3 separate regions of the Mus musculus genome follow, and regions 2 and 3 are each linked to region 1. Evidence: chromatin contacts called from public promoter capture Hi-C data. All regions are on one chromosome and are shown on one strand. The core of a region is the stretch at or near the end of the contact, and the rest is flanking DNA. Distances in the headings are between cores, read along the strand shown.

Region 1 (4,162 bases), core at 435-2,934:
CGGGACCGATTTCTAAGCCCTGGCTCACTCTGGGCGGGAACCACCGTGACGAATTCAGTCCAAGGTGTTGATTATCCCGTGTCTGGCTCTCTTCCCACCTCTTCCCAGGCTCCCAGGGCCCCTCGACCCCACATCGGACAAGGGGCTAGAGACAGAGTCCCCTAATCCCCCACACAACAGCGTCTCCAGCTGCAACGGAGGAAAGAAGCGCCAGCGTGCTCCGTGCCACGTCGGATTTGGCTCGGGACTTGGTGCAGCTGCGGGAGCGCAGCGCTGTCCGCGCGCACGCCCTGCCCAAGGGGTGCGGGCCGGCCGGCCAGCGCAAGGAGGGATGCGCGCTCTCTTCTCTCCCCCAGCGGCGAATGCCTGCGTGAGGGACCCCTTGCCCCAGGAAAGGCTTTCTCGGGGTGGCTGTGCCCGGATGCTCGCTGCCTGACACTTTAATGGAGTTTGGAAACTGCAAAGGAGTGGAGGCCCGGGAAAAGGGGGGAGTGGCTGAACCAGGATGGTAGCGCGAGGAGGTGGCGCAGGACTTTCCTTGGGGTCTCTTCCAGCCTAACGTAGCTGGAAACCCGGATCGTTTAACCCTTTCAGTCTAAGCCAAAATTGAGCGGTTTTGTTTGTACCCCCACCTCCACCCCCGCACAGAACTGTGCCAGGGTGTCCAGCCCACATACTGGTGGGAGGTGAGGGAGAAAGAAGGGAAGGGTAGGAAGGTAAGGACAGTTGTGGGATGAATTTTCCGTACACAGTGGAAATCCTTGTTTTCTGACTCCGGAGCCCCTTTGACGCTCGGGAAGATGCCCAGTGGAAAAGTACACCCCGGGACAATCAGCTTTCCTTGGCCACGCAAGTTACCTGTGCGCCCAGAGAGGCAGCGGATTTCACCGGATGATTAAAACCCAGGGTATGCTGCGAGACTTGATAGTGATTGGCAATATTCCCTCATGGGCAGTTTGTTGCGGGGGGGAGGGGGGGGAGTTGGGGGACACTTCAGACCTCAAATGTTTCTATAGAAACTAGGGGGTTTTTGTTGTTGGTTTTTTTTTTAAAGCTCTGTTGATAATTTCTTCTCTGCCCCCAATCTATCTAGGGAATTCAAAGTTCACCCAAACGCGTCTGTATAACGTACCTTGTTCAGCTCCTGCTCATAGACTCGTCCTCCGCCTGTCTGTGTGGTCCCGGAGGGTCGTGGAAGGAAGTTTCCAAAATTGAGGTAATAAGAAATCAGATGAATTTGAGACGACCGGCCAAAAAAAATAAGAAATTTAAAAACAACATTTAAAAAAAAAGATGGGGGAGCCTTAAATGCTTGGTTCTCCCCTCTTTGAGAAGAAATTTCACTAATATTCTCTTTTATTATTTCCGCTGCACTTAAGTCTTCTAATTCTTTTTGTTAAATGTGCTTTAAAAATAAATTAACTTTTCCCCCTGTTTTGCTATTTGCTCCAATCCCCTTCCCTCCGACGACACAAAATCTCTTTTCACATCAACCTACAAGCCGGGTCAAGACTCAGCAGAGTCTAGCAAGAGCAGAATGAAGAAGTCTTTGGCTGGTTCAAGTCCCCCGTTCAATGGGCTGCTCGAAGCCAGGACTGGGTAATTCTTTCCAGACGCCTTGACTTCTCCTTCTTCTTCGCTGTGGTTGCCTTTCTGCCTCCTCCAACTTAAGGGGGTCTTAACAAGTGAGCCGGTGGGTGTTTTAATAGGACGGAGGAGGGAGTGGGGGTGAGGGGAGTGGAGGAGGGAGGTGTAGACTGGGGAACCCGGAGGGGAGGGACTGGGCGGGATGGGAGGCGGGGAGGAGTGGGGGGAAGAGAGAGAAATTGGCCATTCAAAGCCCTCTCTGAGCTAGAGGCCGCTTCTAAACTCCAATGAATTCAATTAACTTGATTGTTAACGTGTGCTGAGAAACGCGGAGCACAGATGCTGACCACCGCCTGATACCTCTCCTCAGGCAGTGACCGCGGAGCGGGCAGCCCTGCTCTGCAAATATTGCTGAAGTCTGTCTGCGTTACAAGGATTCCCTCGACTTGATAAACTCCCCGTTGCATATAAATGATTTTAAGGCCAAACGGTTCTCTTAGGCTAAATCACTGCTCTTGGCGGAATACTGACTCTGTGTGTGTGTGCGCGTTGTGTGTGTGTGTGTGTGTGTGTGTGTACGTCCGTGCTACCTAGTTTGCTCCACAAATGGCCTAGGACGCTAAAAAGAGCGACTAGTTTGCCATTTGTTAACCCTTTCTTCCTCCCAGCTCTAAACTTTCTAAGCAAAAGGCAAATGTCAACGTCTCCCCCCCCCCCCCCCCGCAGTTTTCGCTGTGGGTGGGCTGGACACTGAAATGAGGAAAATTTTTAAATTTCTTTTTTTCTCATGATTCTCAGACATGAAAACATACAAAAGATTCTCGATTGGAAGTTTATAATAATGATGATAGCAATAAACCTGAGAAAGTGTACGGAAGCAGTCATCTCGTAAAACATCTGAAATTACTTTTGCCTCTTGACAGCCTTTTACTTAATGTTTTCAAAATACCATTTTAAAATTTCAATGACGCCAAGACTGGAGAGTTTTCTTTCTCGGGTTTTTTTTTTTTTTTTTTTTTTTTTTTTTTTTTTTTTCAACCTTAGGGCATCCGCGCCCTTTTCCCTTGATCCTTGCGGTCCCCGCCCCTGCCCCCACCCAAAGGAAAAGGTAAAAGGAAAAAAAAACTCAGAGAGCTACAATGGACACTAGGTGGCGCTGTTTAGGAAAAAATGAAAGCGGATTTACGCAGTAAGGCTAAAACTGAAATCTGCTAAAACCTTACTTGCCTTTTACTTCCTTTTCTGTTCTTCCCCACCCATCCCCTCCTTTCTTTTATTTCCCTTCTTCGTGCTCTTGATGTGGGCTTCGTTTGAGTTCTACCGCATCTTGATGCTGTATGGTATATGTGTTTCGGATAAGATCGGAATATAAATTTGGGCAATAGTTAAAGGTCAGACAAAAAGAGAAAAGTGGAATAAACCGGGAGTGAGGCTCGCAACATATCAGGCAGGTGTGGAGTTGAGGATTGTGAATAGGGATGCAGAGTGTGACTGCAACTCGCAGTTGTCAGCCGACCCATCCCCCACAAAGCTGGATCTGCAAAGCCAGTCCCCCCACCCCCGACCCTCACCTCCCCCCACACACCCAAACACAAGGCCATTTCACCTCTGGGAGCCATCACTTTGGTGGCTGACTTCATGCCACTCTGGGGAGACTTCCTCATTTCCCCCCCACAACTCTCTTGACTCTAGCCTTTGAACTCCCGCTTGAGGTGATTCAACTGTTGCAAAGACTGCCTTAAATTTCAGAGCGCAATTTCATCACACTTAATCAGACCTGAGCTTCCTGGTTTTTCATGGTCTGGGAAGTGGTAAATTGCTATTTTAAAGTATTACTCAACTTCTGCGCCGTGACTTATAATGTAAATTAAACTGAGTTGGGAGAAATTGTGGGATGCCAAGTCTCTACCTGTAAACTCCCCAGTGGCCTCATAGCTCCCATTTCTCTATCTCTAAATGCCTAAATGCCCACAAGCAAAGTTACTCTAACAGTTGCTTAATAGTGTTAAATCGTCCTTATGCTAACAGTTCAAGCAGCAGAACACCTAGTAAAACTAAGTTTCTTTATTAAAGAAAAACACATTTGTTGTTTCTTCCTTGTAATTCATAAGCCATAAAACAAAGTTGCATGCCCTCCGCCCCCCCCTCCCCCCAGCTGTAGGCAAGTATAAACTTTGGTTCTACATCTGTGCACTTCCCTGTCCTCACAGAGGCAAGAGAGAAAATACTAGCATAATTTAAAGCTAACAGTTAAAGTTCCCTATAAGCGAAGAGGGATCCACAATTCAAGAGTCCTTACACTCAGATCACACCTTTAATATTTATTGTCTGTGGGATTGGAAAGGCACTTCAGTTTTCTGGAAGTAGATGCTAGTGGAGAAAAAAAAATCAAAGAAAAGGAACGTTTATCGTTGATGCATTCATATTCTCTCTCTGTCTGTCTATCTCTTGAAAATATTTATAGTATCACATGTTGATACTGAAATTTATTGGTGTACTGGGTTATTCTGATGTCCAAATTATCACTACTAAACTATTTACAAAAACAATTAATCATTAGCACTATGTCCAAGCT
Region 2 (4,162 bases), core at 1,001-3,500, 770 kb after region 1:
GGAGAGGAAAGCGTGAAGGTGATAATGTAGAACAAAAATGGTTGGTAGCCAAGGTACATTGTGTCATTGCTCCCAGCTCCAAATTCCTTCCATGTAATTAAAAGTAAACATCGCTCCTCTTTTCTTCTAGATTTCCAAGTAAAGTAAGGTACTTTCTGTCCCACTGATACTAGGTCTGGCTTTGTGACTTGCTTTCGTCACTATAATGCTGGCAGGGCAGCAATGACCCCATTATAAGTCAAAGCTGTCAGAGGAGTCACAGTCTCTGGTGATGTATATTCCATCCTATGAAGAGCATGCCTCAAATGTCTATGCTTCTGGACTTCAGATGGAGAAGACCTGCAGTGGTCCCAGACTGAGCAAAAGCCTGGTATTCAGCTGAATCAGCCATGCTCTACCTAAGTACCAGTCCCCCTCAGATCTTTGAGTGTGAAAACATCTACAGCTTAAACCACGAAGATTTTCCATATCATTTGGAGCAAAGTCTGAGTCACACCTCAAAGACTGTGCTGTAGCCACTCAGCTGTTTAATTAATGCATGTTGATCTTGTACTTTATACAAGACGTTGTATTAATGGGAAACTGGAGTCACATCTGAAAGCAAAGGAAATATAAATCCCATAATGCACCTTAAACTCACATGACAGCAGCTGTCCATGGGAGAAATACTCAGGAACAATGTTCAGGCGATGCACTTGGGATGGGAGGATAATAAATCCTATCCGACTGCAAAGAGTTCTGGATGCAGTTGTAACAACCAATCCGAAAACACATGTCCAGTGAGCACTGTGCAGTTACGCCCAAAGGAAATGGAACTTGGAAAGGCTAGACACCTAATCGGGAACATATAGGAAACATAGCAGGGATACCTTTGCAAGTACAAAACGGGGCTCTCGTTCTACCTCAGAATTTCCTGGAGTACTTTAAACTCCTTCAGAAGTGCAGAACTCGTGGATTCTGATTTAAATGCTTGAGGATCGGGCATCGGTATGGTTTGCTACGTTTTAACTTTTTCAGTCCACTTTAGTGAGCCTCCAGACGTCAAAAACACTGTGTTACATTCCCTGCATCACAGAGGAGACTGTCCTTAGCTGGCCAGGAACCAAATGCAACAGATGCGATGATGTCTGTAAATGATGGCTTCAACGCCGAGCATGACAGCCTGGGGCTCACGATCCCCAGATTCCCATCCAGGGCAGAGAGTCTGTGGTGTCTAAGCTGTCACAAAAGAGCAAAATTCATCTTTCTGTGATGAATACTTCCGGTACTCCAGCTGGAGACTTCTGTCTCATCAAGCAGTTGAACATTGAAATTCAGTCTACTTGAGTTAGTCACAACACGCACAGATGCATATGAGGATACCGCTAAAGCTAGGTTCCTAAAACTGGCATTTCAAAACGAGAGCCCCAAAACCCTTCTGGTTAGGTCATAGATTTCACCAAACCGTTCTCAAAGTTATTTTATGAGCTTTGCTTTCTTCCCAAACAATTTTGAGAGGAGACTCCCTGGAAATCAATCAAATCATTCCCTCCCTTGTGCCAGGAAATAACCAATCTTCTTCCAATTCTCATTGTCAGAAATGATTTCTTTCTAGTTGTAATTTGTCAACAGTTCCAGGGATCAGTGACCAACCATTCAGAGGAAGAGTGGTATTGGCTTGCATTTTGGGTTGGTTTGGTTTTTTTTTTTGGTTTGGGTTTTTTGCCTCTTACCTCCTATCTCTCAAGTAGGTGGTAATCCGGTAGACTCACAGAAAAGAGTTCTTATTTTCTTATCACAGGAAAGACTTGCCCTCTGTGACTTCCAGCCACAATTAAGCTTATTAGCATTTCAAGGAGCAGTTACTTCAGCAAACTAGAAACTGGCCAGTAAGGAAGGATGCCTGGCCAGTGTAAGGTCACTGACTCCAATTTACAAAGGGCTCCTTCATATGTGGAGAGCTTATTCAATTATACTTTTCTTTCTCTGGTTCCCAGACTGGACAGGACCTAGTCACATCGATGAAAATAAAAACCACATATAAATACATTGGTTCTCTACTGGTTTTATTCTAAATTTGACACCCATGTGTATTCCAGGATAGCTCTGCTCACTGTTACAAAAGAGTGACAAAGCAAAGACGGAGAAATGCCAGAAAATGAAACTGGTGATCAAAAGATTTGGCAAGCGGACAAATGAATACAGAGTCCAAAATGAAGGACGAAGAGAAAAACAACAACAAACGCAGAAAGGGTGATCTGGTTGAAGTCTATTAAACTATTGCAGATGTGGACAAAAATCACTCTGTATTGGTTCAACAGATCTCAATTATCAGCCCTGAACACATCACCCTGAATTCTAAAGGCGGAGATATGAATAGTTGAACACAGACTAATTTCTAGTAGACAAAATTGCAACTCACTGAGACTGCATTTTTTTTCCTCTGATTCACAGCTAACAGTCCTGAAACTAAGATTTAAGAACCTCACTGAAGCTGCACAGCTGGCCTATATGAACATGAATAATAATTCCATACACCTGCTGGGCTTTTACCATATGCTAGATATTTTGCTGAGCATTTTTGTGCCTTGTTTCACCCCTTTAATTCTTTGAACTTAGTACCCTTACTCTCTGTTTTATACTGTGAGGAAGCTTAGATGTAAAAGTTCATGTGAATGTCTCCAAATTGCACAGTGAGTGTGTAATGGAAGGAATTTTGGAAGCCAAACCATCTGATTCCAATACTCACAAGGATTCAGGCAATGACTCCCCAAACCCCTACTCCATTCTTTTAGTGGATATAGAAACTCATATGTATGCATCTCCTCCCACCCCACCCCTGCACCCAAAAAAGGGGGGGATTGATTTTAGCAACACACAGCGAGTTTAAAATGTAATACCATTAAATGTAAGTCTCTGGTTCTTTCCACTAAACCATGGCTATTTTATTTTGAAAAACTATAGGGATTTTTTTTAGCATGATAGGCAGTGACTATCACAGGCCTTAACACAAAAGTAATGGGTTAAGCTAAATATTTAGTAGTTGCAGGGAGAAATAATGCATTAATATTTAACAAGGAAAGTTGTGGCTTTGGCATTCATCCATGATCTTTGACAGGAACATTAAGTAAGAATGCTTTGCCCCCTCACACACTAACCTCTTCATAGACAAAGTGCTTAAATGGCTAGCCAATAGGACTAGCACACAAGTCATTCTCATAGCTGTAGAGAAAAAGAAATACCCAAATTGCACACAAAAAAAAAGCCCACAGAGATGAGGCAATAGGGTTCACCCAGCCTTTAAGCAGGGGCCTGGTTAACACATCACCAGGCTCATCATCATCAAGGCACAAGAGCTATGGAAATAGCAGCTTTTCACTGGATTTTGCTATGAGGTTTCTCGGGGGTGGGGGGGAATATAGAACCCATCGTCCCTTCAAAGATAAGGCTTCCTTAAGACATGAACCCATGCTTACAGTCTACACTTGGACAACATCTCTTCTCTGACCTCTGAGAATGGGAAGAGTCAAGGTTACTCTCCAACTCTCCACTTTCACCTACCTCCATATTTCCTTTCTTACAAATTGTAATTTCCCCTTTCTCATATTCAAATGGACAATGCAATTACAGAAGATTCACATACCCAGAAGAATCTAAGCAAATATAAACAAAACAGGATACTTTTGTCTATAGATTTGATATGTTGCTGTGGAAAACATCAAGGTGAGCAAGATAATTGCCTGTACTCACTAAAAGGTCTAACAGATGACAGGAGGCTCTGACGTGTCCTAGTCACTGCAACGTGGAGTTGAGCGCAGTAAGGCAGTCACACCACCACCTCGATGCTGTACTGATTAACTCAGATCATGCATGTAAAATTAAATGCTATTGGAAAGCAAAGAACTGCATTCACTGTGAGATACGAAGACATAACCCCAGAGGCAATGAGCGTGCAGGTGGCCAGAGGAGATCCCAGACAAACATCTGGAATAAAATCTTCTGAAATGCATCCAAGGTGGAAACACTTACAATCTAATAAAAGTCATCCTTTTCCCTAACTGTACCCCTCTGCTTTCCCATTATAGGTAGAGGGGGCCCCGTGGTTTCCTAGCAACCTGACCTGCACCTACATAACAGGAGAGGCCTAGACAATTGATCTGGAGGTTTCACATGACAGAACATG
Region 3 (4,162 bases), core at 1,063-3,562, 660 kb after region 1:
GGCAATATCAAACATGAAGCATTAGCCAGAGGAATAAGATTAGAGAAACAAAAAATGGATTTAAGTAGCATAAGAGGCTGTTATGACATCATAATTTATAGATCATATTATTTTATACTTACAGAAACCTATAGACGCCACCAGAAAAATATCTGGAACTGATAAAAAGTGTTCAACAAAGGAACTGGATAAAAAATTAACAAACAAAAATTTAATGATCTTTCTTCTAAGTCAAAAGTTTAACACAATAATCATAATAGCTTTGAAAGAAATAAAAGATTCTCCTTCCTTCTTCCTCGGCATTTCCTGCGAGGTGGCTGCCATCTCTTTTGCGGCATCATGGCTGCTGCCCTCCGGCCTCTGGTGAAGCCCAAGATTGTCAAAAAGAGGACCAAGAAGTTCACCAGGCACCAGTCAGACTGCTATGTGAAAATGAAGCAAAACTGGCAGAAACCTAGAGGCATCAACAACAGGGTGTGGAGCTGATTCAAGGGCCAGATCCTGATGCCCAACTTTGGTATGGGAGCAACAAGAAAACCAAGCACGTGCAGCCTAGCAGCTTCTGGATGTTTGTGGTTCACAATGTCAAGGATCTGGAAGTGCTGCTGATGTGAAGCCATCATAGAAAGAGCAGCACAGCTGGCCATCAGAGTCACCAATCCCAATGCCACACACAGTGAAGAAAATGGATAGATGGCTTGTGTGCATGTTTTGCATTTCAATAAAACCAAAGAAACTGCAAACAAAAAAGAGAAAGAGAATATTTTGGAATAAACTAAACCAAGGAAGTGAAAGAACTCTACATTGAAAATTTTAAAATACTGAAAAAAATAAAGAAGTCACTGGGAAATAGAAGTACCTCCCACAATTGACAGTCAAATATTGGCTATATTATGTATGTATGTATGTATGTATGTAAATTATATAATCAAAAGCAATGTACAGATGTGATGTGGTGATCATCTAATAGCATTCTTTAAATAAATATAGAAAACAATGTTAAAATTCAGAAAGAAACACAAAAGACAAAAATCACTTTTGAAAAGTGGAGGCAGTTCTGAGTAAAAAGAGCTGTGTAGGAGACATCACCAAATATGACTTCCATTTACACTACAAGTTCATAGTGACAGAAACAGCATGGTATTATCACAAAAACTGGCACGTAGATCAGTGGAGGAGGAGCTACAAATCAACCTGTACAGCTATAGATACTTGACTGGAAAACGATGCCACAAACAAGCACTGGAAGAAATGCAACCTTTTCAATAAATAGTGCTGGAAGAACTGGATAGTCACATGCAAAATAAAACTATATCTTTTTCTCACATTGAACAACACTTAATTCAAATCAGGATCAAAGGCTTTCATGTAAGACACAAAACTCTGAAAATGTTGGAGGAAAACATGTGGAAAAGACTTCTATGCCATAGCTAAGGACTTTCTGATGAGAACCTCAATAGGTTAAGAAAGAAACCCAAAAATTAATAAATATAATTGGATAAAATTAATAAGCTTAAATACACTAAAAGAAATTAAGCCAAGAGACATTCCACAAAATCAGAAAAAAAGTGTGAGCTATAGGATTTGATGTGTGAGCTAAGTTCTTTGTGACATAGTATTTATTTCTAAAATATATAAAGAAGAAAAAATTACTGAATATCAGAGAAGATTGCAGTCAAGGAATGTGTTAAAGCAAAGGTCATCTCTCAAAAGATTAAACACTAAAGAACCATAAACATTTAAAATTGCTCATCACCCTTAACCATCAGGGAAATACAAATTAAAACCACCTCAGAATTGCCATCTTTCCAAAAACTACAAATAACAAATGCTGGCTATGACACAAAGAGAAATAAACTCCTATACACTACTAGTGATTATAAATTAATCCAGATATTATATAAAAATGGAAAGAAATAACAGGAGGATAAAATAAAGAAGATAAGTGAGTTTGATGAGAGAAATGTCACAAAGGGAAGAAAGAAGGACAAGACATGTGTAGGGTAACATTTTCTGAGTCTAGGCATAAATACATTACCAAAGCGAATTCTAGAAACTCAATGATATTATCAATGAGGCTAAAGAATACAACTTCTAAATTATTAGATTCACAAACTGATACTCTCTAAATCTGAAATTTTCCTTATTCCTCCTGTAAATAGAAACTCAAGTGCAGCTTAGCTAATGTGTCATAAATAATGGAACTAAGAAAGAACATTTCATATAAGCATTCTTGCAACAGAGTCCACCAGAGCAGAGGAACTTATGATCAATGCAAATTATTTCCAGTTGCATGCAGCATGAAAAGATGTGTCAGCAAGACCAATTTCACTGTCATTGGCAGTTAGCTCTGGCTAATGGCAACTTCTCTCTTCCCCAGCAGCCTGATCCTGTGCAACACTTTTCTGGCTTGAAAAGTAAAAGATGAAATTGATCTTTATAACCAACATACTATTTTAAGTTTTGCAACTAAGCTATACAAATTAAGATTTCAGGCATGTAAGTATGTGTAATTATGAGAGTGAGAACCTTAGAAAGACATTTAATAGTTGAGTGAGAATAGCAGTTAGTTTTGTGGAAATGCTGGAATGACCACATTTTTGTCCCATTTAGTTCATGTGCAAGATTAATCTGACCGACATTGGAAGGTTACCCTGAGATATGAGGTATTCACCAGAGAGCCAGAGGGATGGAATTTAGCCTATGTAGCTTAGGTTGACCTGAAATATCACTAGGAATATTTCATCATGGAAACTCTGGCATTTCTAATAATGTGAAGGCCCATGGGAAACCTCTGTGAAGCTTATTCAATAGGTGTAATAATCACATCAAAATTGACCTAGTTCATTTTATAACAAGTGGAACATGATACATTTTAAATAGACTTTATTGTATGAAATGAATACTCTCTCACTGCTGTAAAGGCTTATTCTTCATATTGCAGTCTATGTATCCTTACAAGTTAACCATCTGATAGCAGAGGGGCATGGTTATAATTGATCACAGGATGAATCTGTTTGGGTTTGAGCTTTGAAAGCTACTTCAGTGATCAGTGATTCAGCACAGGTGGCATATGAACAAAATGTCTATAGCTGAAGGTGAGTCCTAGGAATTGGAACTGTCAGGCTCCTAGTAGTAGTAGTAGTGGTAGTGGTCGTGGTCGTGGTCGTGGTCGTGGTCGTGGTCGTGGTCGTGGTCGTGGTCGTGGTCATAGTAGTAGCAATCATTTTATTCATTTACATCTCAAATGTTCTGCCCCTTCCCGGTTACCCTTCCACCTACCTCCCATCCCAACCCCCTTTTACCCCCTCCACTTTGCTTCTATGAGGGTGCTCCCATTTACCCATTCCCACCTAACACCTCTAGCATCCCCCTACACTGGGGCATCAAGCCTCCCTCCCGTCCCATTAATATCAGACAAGGCTATCCTCTGCTACAGATGTATCTGGAGTCCTGGCTCCCCCATGGATACTCTTTGGTTGGTGGTTTAGTTCCTGGGAGCTTTGGGTGGTTCAGTTAGTTCATATTGTTCTTCTTATGGGGTTGCAATTCCCTTAGGCTCCTTCGGTCATTCCCCTAGCTCTTCCATTGGGGTCTTCAGGCTCAGTCTGATGGTTGGCTGTGATGTTCTGTATCTATATTGGTCAGGTGCTGGTAGAACTTCCAGGGAACAGCCATATCAGGTTCCTGTCAGCAAGCACTTCTTGGCATCAGCAATAGTGCAGGGGTTTGGTGTCTGCAGACAGGATGGATCCCTAGGTGGGGCAGTAGAGGGATGGAGCCAACCATACATCTCAAAATTTTTTTTTTTTTTTCTTTTTTTTTTTTTTTATTATTATTTTTTTTTCCATTTTTTATTAGGTATTTAGCTCATTTACATTTCCAATGCTATACCAAAAGTCCCCCTTACCCACCCACCCCCACTCCCCTACCCACCCACTCCCCCCCTTTGGCCCTGGCGTTCCCCTGTACCGGGGCACACAAAGTCTGCGTGTCCAATGGGCCTCTCTTTCCAGTGATGGCCGACTAGGCCATCTTTTGATACATATGCAGCTAGAGTCAAGAGCTCAGGGGTACTGGTTAGTTCATAATGTTGTTCCACCTATAGGGTTGAAGATCCCTTTAGCTCCTTGGGTACTTTCTCTAGCTCCTCCATTGGGAG

What was found. Promoter capture Hi-C pulls out the DNA fragments that hold promoters and counts their contacts.
Region 2: a promoter capture Hi-C map of liver shows a contact between it and region 1, with 4 times the contacts expected there. The contact joins the enhancer-like site here to the promoter of Has2 in region 1. A contact is called at or near these places in 11 of 39 promoter capture datasets (the 3T3-L1 cell line, the C10 cell line, the HPC-7 cell line and 6 more), 2 of 115 datasets of contacts at active chromatin or transcription factors (embryonic stem cells and stem cell-derived neural progenitor cells) and 1 of 9 other capture datasets (adipose tissue).
Region 3: a contact with region 1 is called in a promoter capture Hi-C map of second pharyngeal arch cranial neural crest, with 5 times the contacts expected there. The contact joins the enhancer-like site here to the promoter of Has2 in region 1. A contact is called at or near these places in 12 of 39 promoter capture datasets (the 3T3-L1 cell line, 3T3-L1-derived adipocytes, the C10 cell line and 8 more), 2 of 484 Hi-C or Micro-C datasets (adipose-derived mesenchymal stem cells and embryonic fibroblasts) and 1 of 115 datasets of contacts at active chromatin or transcription factors (embryonic stem cells).

The regions. Positions count from the first base shown.
Region 1 is chr15:56,692,862-56,697,023 of GRCm38.p6, forward strand. Has2 (hyaluronan synthase 2) reads right to left here and starts at 1,685. Exons shown (of 4, transcript NM_008216.3): 1 at 1,133-1,685. It overlaps Has2os (hyaluronan synthase 2, opposite strand), which reads left to right. Exons shown (of 4, transcript NR_002874.2): 2 at 753-907; 3 at 1,094-1,216; 4 at 1,502-1,599.
Region 2 is chr15:57,463,096-57,467,257 of GRCm38.p6, forward strand. It overlaps a transcript of Slc22a22 not described here. Among named protein-coding and RNA genes, the nearest start is that of Gm35627, 53 kb to the right of the region's middle. Within about 2 kb of position 2,251, at least 18 of the 459 cell types and tissues checked have an H3K27ac peak or open chromatin away from gene starts, as enhancers often do. A contact at or near this core is called in adipose tissue and liver, where this site is marked.
Region 3 is chr15:57,347,404-57,351,565 of GRCm38.p6, forward strand. It overlaps a transcript of Slc22a22 not described here. Among named protein-coding and RNA genes, the nearest start is that of Slc22a22, 84 kb to the left of the region's middle. Within about 2 kb of position 2,313, at least 1 of the 459 cell types and tissues checked has an H3K27ac peak or open chromatin away from gene starts, as enhancers often do. A contact at or near this core is called in second pharyngeal arch cranial neural crest, where this site is marked.